2 separate regions of the Mus musculus genome follow, and region 1 is linked to region 2. The links are chromatin contacts, called in public Hi-C maps. All regions are on one chromosome and are shown on one strand. Each heading gives the region's core, a stretch centred on a gene start, on an enhancer-like site or on the middle of the called end of the contact. The rest is flanking DNA. Distances are from core to core; before and after follow the strand shown.

Region 1 (4,543 bases), core at 1,232-3,731, 72 kb after region 2:
GAAGAAGATTCTGGCATCATCTATGTGGGCAGCACAAATCGAATTGGCATGGTTGGCTGGAACTTTGGACAGGTAAATGGACCATAAGACTTGGGTTGTCTCCCTAATACACAAGATGCTTGGGGCTTATAGTAGACTGTCCCATTTTCCTGTCCTATCTGTTCATTCATTTGGAACATCAGTTGATCATCTACTCGGTTCTAGACCCTAAGCTGAACGCTAGGGATACAGACGAATACATCTCTCCAAACGAGTCATAATCTAGTTGGCACGATGGACACATTACTGGATTGATGAAGTGAAATATTCCTGATGCCATAACACACAAATAATTACAAGACCCAGCAAAGAATCTCAAGACAATAATGTAGCTTCTGGTTTTTATTCTACACAAAATTGTGGTGAAGCTCCGTTATTGACTATGCTTGGCCTTTCAAACCCATAGCCTTTGTTTTTTGCATTACCCTCTGAGCCCAAAGAGTTCCCTGGTTTTCTCTGCTTAGAAGATGTTTAGGAGAGCCTTTTTGCCTTTCATTTATAGACATTAGAATGAAGTACCTTGGGCAGCCAGGATGCCTGCATTCCCAGCAGTGGATAGGCAGGTGCATGCATATCCATTTGAGGTTCCATTATGTAGCTAACTGCATCAAGTTTCTAAGTTGAGTTTATGCATTGATTTAATTAAAAGGGAGAAAATAATGAGGATGAAAGTACATGATACACCCTAGAGTGGGAGCAGGGTGACTTGGGATGGGATAGTTTGTGAAAGCCTTTCTTAGGAAGGAGCTTGTGAGCCTGAGGAGAGAAGGGAGGCTGCTGGCTAGCTAGCTTGAAGAAGAACATTTTAGGAAGAAAGAGAAACAAGCGCAAAGACTCAGGGCAGGAAGCGCTAACATGTGCAACAATTCACATGGGTCTTATTTTGTAAAACTATCTTTAGTTATGTCTTCTGCCACATACTTTATCTTTATATCTAGTTCTCCAGGAATCTAAATGGTATACTCAAGATCACAGTCACAGGTACAAAGGAACTTTGAGATGAGTTTGGCCTGATTGTTGTTAAACACATAGAGAAACTAAGGCTAGAAAGGCTGACATTTTCCTGAGTCCAAAGAAAGCTGAGAGTGGACTGCAATGTGCCATCTCCTGTTTATGTTAGTGGAGTGAGCTCAGGCTTATGTGGAGTGAGAGAGCTGGTGAGCTTGCTGGGTAAAGACTAGTTATGGTGATTGCTCCTCAATGGCTCTTGGCTCTGAAGAACACAGAGTGACAGGGCTTGGGTAGGTCCTGTGGTCTTCACCATTGTGCTCCTTGTTCCAGTAATTAGCCAACAAACTGGGTCATTTCTTTCATCTTAACATGTGGTTCCATTATAAACAGTTTGAAGAAGACATTCTGAACATCAGCCTCTCCATTTTGGATAGGAGTCTGAATTTCCGTCGTGACCCTGTGACTGATGTGGCTCGCAGAAATGACCCCAAATATGTTTGCCGGGTGCTGAGTGCCATGGTAAGTAGCAGAAAACAATAGCAAGTAATACTTACTGTGTTATCATGTGTCTGCATGTCAGACCCATGAACTCATGTCTCGTGTTTGGTAGCTATGACCTTGCCCATTTTGCCAATAGAGAACGTGGGACTCCTATAAATTAAAGGGCTTACCTGACATTTATAGTGACCAAGCAGCAAAAACAGAACCGGACCCCAAGCATGGCTGGTTTCAAAGCTCTTTCTGCCATATGGCAAGGCCTGTTTTAGATGGCATGGGAACATGCCCTTTAGGTGTTCTCCAGAGATAGAATGAGAGGGGAGGAGAAGTTCTGCTCCATCATGAGACCTCCTAGGAAGAGGAGGGTGTGCCCAATGAAACTGGAATGTGGGCCTCCTCAGCAGCATGGAACCCTCAAGTTTCCTGACAAGAGGAGAGCAGAGAGCCCCACTCATTTTTAGACAGCGGAGGAGGTTCACACCTAGTCACAGTGTGTCCTTGTGAGTCAAACAATGTCTTGAGCTATCTGGTCAGGGCTTCTTTCCATTCTCATGGACCTATACATGAGAACAGCACACACACACACACACACACACACACACACACACACACACACCACAGTCCTGGAGGAATCCATGGCTCTGCACTCAAGTGTGTACAGAGTGTCTCCATCCAAAAGGATCTACCTGTTTAAAAATTTAAAGTTCACTGTGTTGGCACTTGGAAGCCTGGGGAGGCCAAGGGATTATGGGTACCTGGTCAGTCTCGGCTTCACCGAGGAACCCTGTCTCCAAAGAAAGCTAAAAATCAAAGTGAGCTCTTCCATTCTAACTTCCCTGAACTAAGTAATCATATAGAAATGTCTTTAGCGTCATTTTATGCCGTTGGCCCGTGGTTTAGGCACACCTTGGACTATGCCCAGGCTGCCCAGTTACTTTGCTAGAAATCTAAACAGGCTTTGGGTAGCATGCTGATGCCTAAGATTAGCTAGGCAGGGCTTCTCAAAAGAACAGGATCTGGAACAGAGCCTTGAAGGAAAGAAGTGAGATGGGCCCAGAGACCTATACTTAAGACCTACAGATCCAGGAAGGCCTTGGATATCCAGGACTGGAGAATGGAGCCCTGGGCTGAACCTTTAAAAGCAAGTTGCTTAGATAAAGGGTAGCCGATGGTGGCAGAGGTCAAGTAAGACTGGAGATCAGGGCCACTTAAAAAGCCAAATCTCCTGCCAACAAGTAGAGTAGTTGAGTCTAGCCTCAAAGCCAGCTGGCTCTTCAGCTGCTGACTCACTCAGCCTGGGGCCAATCCACGCTATCTCAGGGCCGGTTTCCTCAGACATGCCTCCCTGATGCTCTCTCCAGACCCTCCTTTTGGGTTGGGCCAGGCCAGGAGCTAATTATGGCTTCTGCAGAGCTTTGAAGTACTCGGCTTTCAGCCAGCAATGACCTTACCCCAAGCACCCATGACCCCTGGAGCTTGTGAGCTGCACATCTTCCCTGGTCAAGGAAGCTTGCATGGTACCCCTGGATGTGACAGAGAGCTTACCTCTGGGCTGGCAGCTGGGCAAGACTGGTGGCTCGTCCTGGGCCAAGATGCTTCTATGTCTGCTGTCCTCCTTCATACGTCCTGGTACATGCATAGGCGATCCAACGAGAAGGGAATAGATATGACAGGTTGAGGAGCCAGTCTGTGAGGTCCCAGTCTAGCCTCGCACTGTACAGTTGGGATAAACAGCAGAGTTTAATGGTCTCTGAAAACTGGCTGGAAGGGTTCCTCTGATGAATCTACAGTGCACTTTGCCTGTATTGGAATGTGAAGGTGCAATGGTCAGGGAAACAAACTGACTCCCAAGATCCCCAAGAAGGCAGGTGACAGGGAGCACCTATGAGCTCTTTCTCCTCTCACACCTGGTGGTGTATGAAGATGAATGTGAGCATGTGCAAGCTGCACACAGGCCAAGCAAGTACCCTACTACTGAGATAGATACAGCCCCTGGTCTCTTTTACTACTTTTAGTATGAAGAAACCCAGGCCTATACAAAAATAGAGAGAAATATGCAAGTCCTTAGGCACCTGTCATTGGCTTCAGCAACTGTCTACTGAAGGCCGGTCTTATGTCCTCTCTGATTCCTTCTCCACAGGTGACTTGATGAACCTCAACATTGCACCCTTTGATATCACTCCATCTATAAGTACTTCATGTACACCTGTAAAAGAAGTGGAAAAATAGAACTCAGGCCTCCCGAGTCCTCATCCAGTGACTGTCAGTAGTGCTGTGTCCCATTTGTGCTCCTTATACTAGAATCATATTTAGGTTGAATTAATAAATGAACAAATGATTGAAGGAAGAAAGAAAGGAAGGAGGGAGGGAGGAAAGGAAGGAAAGGCCATATTCCAACTTTATTTTTTTTTTTTTTTGAGAAGTTATATGTTAAAGTTCCAAAGTAAATTTTAGAAGACAGGTACAAACACACACACACACACACACACACACACACACACACAAGCAGACAGCCATTGTCTTCTGCAAATAGGATCTCTGGGCCCTGTCTTGCTGCTGACAAACTGTGGAGTCTCCTGCTTCGTGTCATCCTGTAGTAAAAAACTGATGTCATCCAGAAGCAATCAGACTTGGCCCATTAAACAAAATACCTCTAAACTCATAAAAGCCCCCCTCCCTCTAAGTGATTTGTTACAATTTTCATTATAGACAGGTGTACTCAAGGCCCCACAGCTTCCTCATCTCCTACCTTGTGTTCTGACTTCTGTATGTCTCTCCTGTAGGCAAGGCATGGTATTAATTCATTTGGGATATGGGGATGTTTCTATACAGATTAATGGCAATGATGACAACGGTGTTATTTCTGGGAACTGGAGTGGTAATTACACCGGTGGTGTGGACCCAAGGACCTGGAATGGTAGTGTGGAGATCCTCAAGAACTGGAAAAAATCTGGCTTCAGGCCAGTCCAATTTGGCCAGTGCTGGGTCTTTGCTGGAACCCTCAACACAGGTGATATGGGCGTGGTGTGCCTTTTGTGGTTCAGTGGGCAGTAAT
Region 2 (4,999 bases), core at 203-2,702:
TGCTTAAAAGACTGCTTCTAGTCTTAGAGGTCTACTAACAACACTTGAAACTCAGCCTTTCTGGACTGTAATCATTTAGAACCATGGTTGCTCTACAAAGGAAAGGAACACTGATTCTGGTTTGAATGGCTATAGAATTGAGGTGAAACTAAGACGAAAATACAGAGCTCTTTGTAAACTTCCCAGAGAATCTAGATTCTAGGAAAAACTGAGTTTAGACTTGGGTAGTTTCTGGAAATGTAGGGAAACACCAGCCTACATTTTTATGTAAAGGAAGGAAACTATGCTCTCTTTATCCAAAATTCTCCCACTTGTAGCTGGATAGGGTGTTTGATTCTGGTGATGTGAAGTTTTCCCGGGAGGAGTGAAGAATATTCTGGAAAGAGTAGAAACTATAAATAATGTGACTAATGCTAACCAAGGGAAGGAAGTTAGTTCTCAGCTGACGGGCTCTCAATGAAGGGCTTGCTGGGCTGCGTATTTTTTACCCCAGCTCATGACAATGTATTATAAGGTATGGCAGAAAAAACAAAACAAAAACCCCTTCTGATATACAAAGGCAACCATACCTTCCTCTTCTCAGGATAGCATCCTTGGCAGTGTCTGAAAGCACTGGCCCAGGAACCATCGCGTGCCTTGCAGATCCTCTCTGACACACCTTTATGACTGGGACCCCTGGAGCCAGGGCCTGGCTGAGAGAAGGAGCTGATGCTGGACCTGGACAAGATCAAAAGTCTCCAGCACATCCCTAGTCACTCGTCACATGTTAATTGGAGCCACTCTGGATGCTGGCCAGGGGTGGAAGATTCCCTTTGCGCCTCCTTTTACAGGCTTTGTGACCAACCGACTTTGTTTCCTCACTGGGATTTATCTGAGGAGAATTCCCAGCTATCCCAACATGGAGCAATCACAGAGTCACAGACTGTCAGAGTTAATAGGCGCTTACAGGCCACAGAGTCATCACCTAGCATCTTGTTTAAACACCAGAGCCGAGCCGAGCCGCTCAGGTTGAGACATGTAGCAGAGCTCACGGGGCTCGGTCACAGGCCATCAGAGCTGTGGGTCACACCTCTCTTACAAAATTCTGTTTTCCACGAGATGCTCCAGGCTTTTCTTGAACATTTTCTAGTAATATCTTCATTTGGAACTGTAGCGTCTAGAGACAGTTAAACAACAAAGAGCGGAGACACCATGCAGATTCAGAGTCTGAATGTGTCACCTCTGTCTGGGAGAAGGGATGTTGATGCCCCCAAGTTTACTTCAGGGTTAGTCATTTGCTAGAACGACTCAGGACTTAGCCTATAGTAACAATTCAGCTAGGGGCAGAGATTTATTACAGTTAAAGGACCCTTTGTAACATCAAAGGGCAGGCAGAGGAGGGAAGGGAAGCAGAGGCTAAGGAAAGCCAGGAGCTAACTGTGCGCTTCAGGTCTCCAACGATAAATCATGACAAGCTGTGACAGGTGATTCCTTCCAGGGACACACAGGACTGGCAGTACTCAGAATACATTATCAGGCTTGTTACATAGATACTTTCTCCTTGGCATGCTTCAGATTTCTGGCATTTTAGAAGGAAAACAAGTACTTTGCATAAGCCACATTCACGTACGTGTCCGCCGGGCAAGTTTCCAGATAGCAACCAAGAGCTGTCCTTTCAGGGCAAGCCGTTTTAAGGGCAGCCATCTCAGGCTGCCTACACAACTGTAAGGACAGCCATCTCAGGCTGGCTGTGTAACTGTCAATAGTGATAGGATGGGAGGCGAGCTCTAGTCCATTCCCTGACCTCATCCAGAGAGTCCCCTTTCCTCTTAGCCAAACCAGGATTCATGGCATTGCTGGAAAAAGACTTTCAGACCAAGCTAGTATAAAGCAGAGTTGGGGGAGCTGACAGTTCCGCCCTTTCCCATCACACTTCCAAGATGACGGACCTCATTTCTTTTTCAAGATGCCCCTCCCATGTCACCACAGTTCTCCCAGCCTCTCTATCCTGCCTCAACACCATACAGCACAGAGAGGTAACTGGCTTCCACGATTTGTTAGAATTTAGGAATTGGCTGATAAGATGGTAGTGTATTCCTTATCATCATGATCTTTGTACTCACATTCCAGGTAAGCTATCTTTATCCTAAATGCCCAAGATCCCTCAGGCCTAGTGTGTCTCACCCTGAGCTCATCACCGTCCTCATGTTTGGGCTTGGTCTCCTACAGGCATTGTACTTCTTGACCCGCCACAGAAGTTATCCTTTTTGCTGTTGTTGTTTTGTTTTTAAATTAATTTATTTTTTTACACTCCATAGTCCATTCCCGGCCCCAACCCCCATCCACTCTCCGACTTGTCCCACATCCCACACCTCCTCCCCACTCCACCCCCATCTCCATGTGGATGCCCCCAACCTCCACCCCATCTGACCTCTAAACTCCCTAGGACCTCCAGTCTCTTGAGGGTTAGGTGCATCATCTCTGAATGAACACAGACCCGGCAGTCCTCTGCTGTATATGTGTTGGGGGCCTCATATCAGCTGGTGTATGCTGTCTGTTTGGTGATCCAGTGTTTGAGAGATCTCGGGGGTCCAGATTAATTGAGACTGCTGGTCCTCCTACAGGATCGACCTTCTCCTCAGCTTCTTTCAGCCTTCCATAATTCAACAACAAGGGTCAGCTGTTTCTACCCATTGGTTGGGTGCAAATAACTGCTTCTGACTCTTTCAGCTGCTTGTTGGGTCTTTCAGAGAGCAGTCATGCTAGGTTCCTTTTTTTGTGAGTGCTCCTGGTGTCAGGCCTTGGGACCTCTCCTTGATCTGGATCCCACTTTGGGCTAGTCACTGGACCTTCTTCTCCTCAGGATCCTCTCCATTTCCATCCCTGTAATTCTTTCAGACAGGAACAATTATGGGTCAGAGATGTGACTGTGGGAGGCAACACCAACCCTCACTTGATGCCTTGTCTTCCTGCTGGAGGTGGGCTCTATAAGTTCCCTCTCCCTACTGTCTGGCATTTCATCTAAGTTCCTCCCTTTGAGTCCTGAGAGTCCCTTATCTCCCAGGTCTCTGGTGCATTCTGGAGGGTCTCCTCAACCTCCTACCTCCCGAGGTTGCCTGTTTCCATTCTTTCTGCTGGCCCTCAGGGCTTTAGTCCTTTTCTCTCACCCAATACCAGGTCAGGTTCCCCTTTCTCCTTTCTCCCCCCTCCCCCACATCCACTTTCCTTCCTAGGTCCCTCCCTCCCTCCCCATCTGTGATTGCTTTCTTTTCTCTCCCAAGTAGGACTGAGGAGTTCTCACTTGGGCACTTCAGCTTGTTGACCTTTTTGAGTTCTATGGACTGCATCTTGGGTCTTCTGTACTTTGTGAGTGTATGTGTGTGTGTGTGTGTGTGTGTGTGTGTGTAGCTAACATCCACTTATTAGTGATTACATACCATGCATGTCCTTTTGGGTCTGAGGTACCTCACTCAGGAGGATACCACTCTCGAGAATATACCCAAAAGATGCGCTGGCTCTAACATCATATGACCTTTTTGTCTCCAGCTGGAAACTGGAGTTGCAAACAAGTTGCCAGGGATACCAGAAGCTATTTGAGGTGCAACCGTGTATTCCTCTGAAGTTCCATGTAAACATGTCATTTGAACATTTAAGAGGCTGAAAATATCCTCATTGTGTCAATTCAATTCTATCATGGCACAGAATGTGAAATTATCATGTATATTTCAGATGGGAGTAGACTTCAAAAGAAATTCATGAAGGTGTTTTTGAGCCCAGCTCCACCCTGTAAACACTCACATTTTTCTTTCTTGCCTGAGGATGCTGGAGGAAGGGTGTAGGACTCACGTCCGCAGGGCTTCCAGTCAGAAGGCTCTCTCTGACTCTCTGTCTGTCTGTCTCTGTCTCTCTGTCTTGCTGTGGGTCTCTATATTTGTTTCCATCTGCTGCGGGATGAAGCTTCCATTATGATGGCTGAATAAGGCACTGATCTATGAATATTGTAGAATGTCATTAGGAGTCGTTTCATTTTTACTTTTCTTTTTCTTTTCTTCTTAAACCAGTAGTGTTTGGGTTTACCCTAGATCTCTGGGCTATCTAGTCTCTGGTTCTTGTAGGGTATGGATTCCATCTCATGGAATGGGACTTAAGACAAATCAGACATTGGTTGGTTACTCCGACAAGCTTTGTACCACCGTTGCTCTCACATATTTTGCAGGCAGGACAGGTTATAGATATAAGGTGAAGTGGCTGGCTTGGTGTTTACATTTCTCCTTTTGGGAGCCAGCAGAGTACCTCCCTTTAACAAAGACACTAGAACACAGGGGTGGAGCTTCTACATAGGCACCAGCTCAACCTCTCCGTGCTCAGCGAACTGTGTCTTCAGCAATGGGGTCTTGCTGTCAGTTTGTGGAGAGCAATCTGTTGTCTTGGCAACAGCCTGGATAGTTTGAGGATTCCCTTAGGACCCATTTGGCCAACAACTCAATTGGATGTAACTCAGTCCCATACTAGAAGCTTCTTTTAGTGACAAGAGATGGCCAGCTGCGACTCCATACCCCTCATTATTTGAGACTTTGTTAGGACTGCCTTCATATATTTTAGGAAGTTTCCACTGGACTAGGTTTTCATGCCTCCCCTCAGTTCTAGGTGTCTCTCCCCACATTACCTCCCTCACCTCCATCTCCTATCTCCTTCCCCACCTGATCCTCTTATTCCTGTCCTTCCTGCTACCAGTCTACCCATAAAATCTATTCTGTTTTCCCTTACACTGACACACACACACACACACACACACACACAAACACAAACACACCTTCCTGTATATCTAACCTCTCTGGATGATCTATGGATTATAAGCTTAGCATTTCTTAAGGTTTGTTTGTTTGTTTGTTTGTTTGTTTTGGACCAGACATCCATTTTCTCATGGAATGTTACTAATATCTAACAGAACCACTTTTATTTAAAAAAAAATCAACTTGCTATGCTAATGTGACATTTGTTGCTAATTATGATGCTAAGT

The links. A called contact is a pair of places that touch in the nucleus more often than the background predicts.
Region 1: a Hi-C map of the N1E-115 cell line shows a contact between it and region 2, with 2.2 times the contacts expected there. The contact joins two enhancer-like sites. A contact is called at or near these places in 1 of 39 promoter capture datasets (macrophages), 4 of 484 Hi-C or Micro-C datasets (the HPC-7 cell line, the N1E-115 cell line, macrophages and 1 more) and 1 of 9 other capture datasets (pancreatic islet).

Annotation. Positions count from the first base shown.
Region 1 is chr2:130,025,305-130,029,847 of GRCm38.p6, forward strand. It overlaps Tgm3 (transglutaminase 3, E polypeptide), which reads left to right. Exons shown (of 13, transcript NM_009374.3): 4 at 1-72; 5 at 1,381-1,509; 6 at 4,321-4,498. Among named protein-coding and RNA genes, the nearest start is that of Mir6339, 11 kb to the left of the region's middle. Within about 2 kb of position 2,482, at least 10 of the 459 cell types and tissues checked have an H3K27ac peak or open chromatin away from gene starts, as enhancers often do. A contact at or near this core is called in the N1E-115 cell line, where this site is marked.
Region 2 is chr2:129,953,924-129,958,922 of GRCm38.p6, forward strand. No RefSeq gene overlaps it. Among named protein-coding and RNA genes, the nearest start is that of Gm52561, 56 kb to the right of the region's middle. Within about 2 kb of position 1,453, at least 12 of the 459 cell types and tissues checked have an H3K27ac peak or open chromatin away from gene starts, as enhancers often do. A contact at or near this core is called in the N1E-115 cell line, where this site is marked.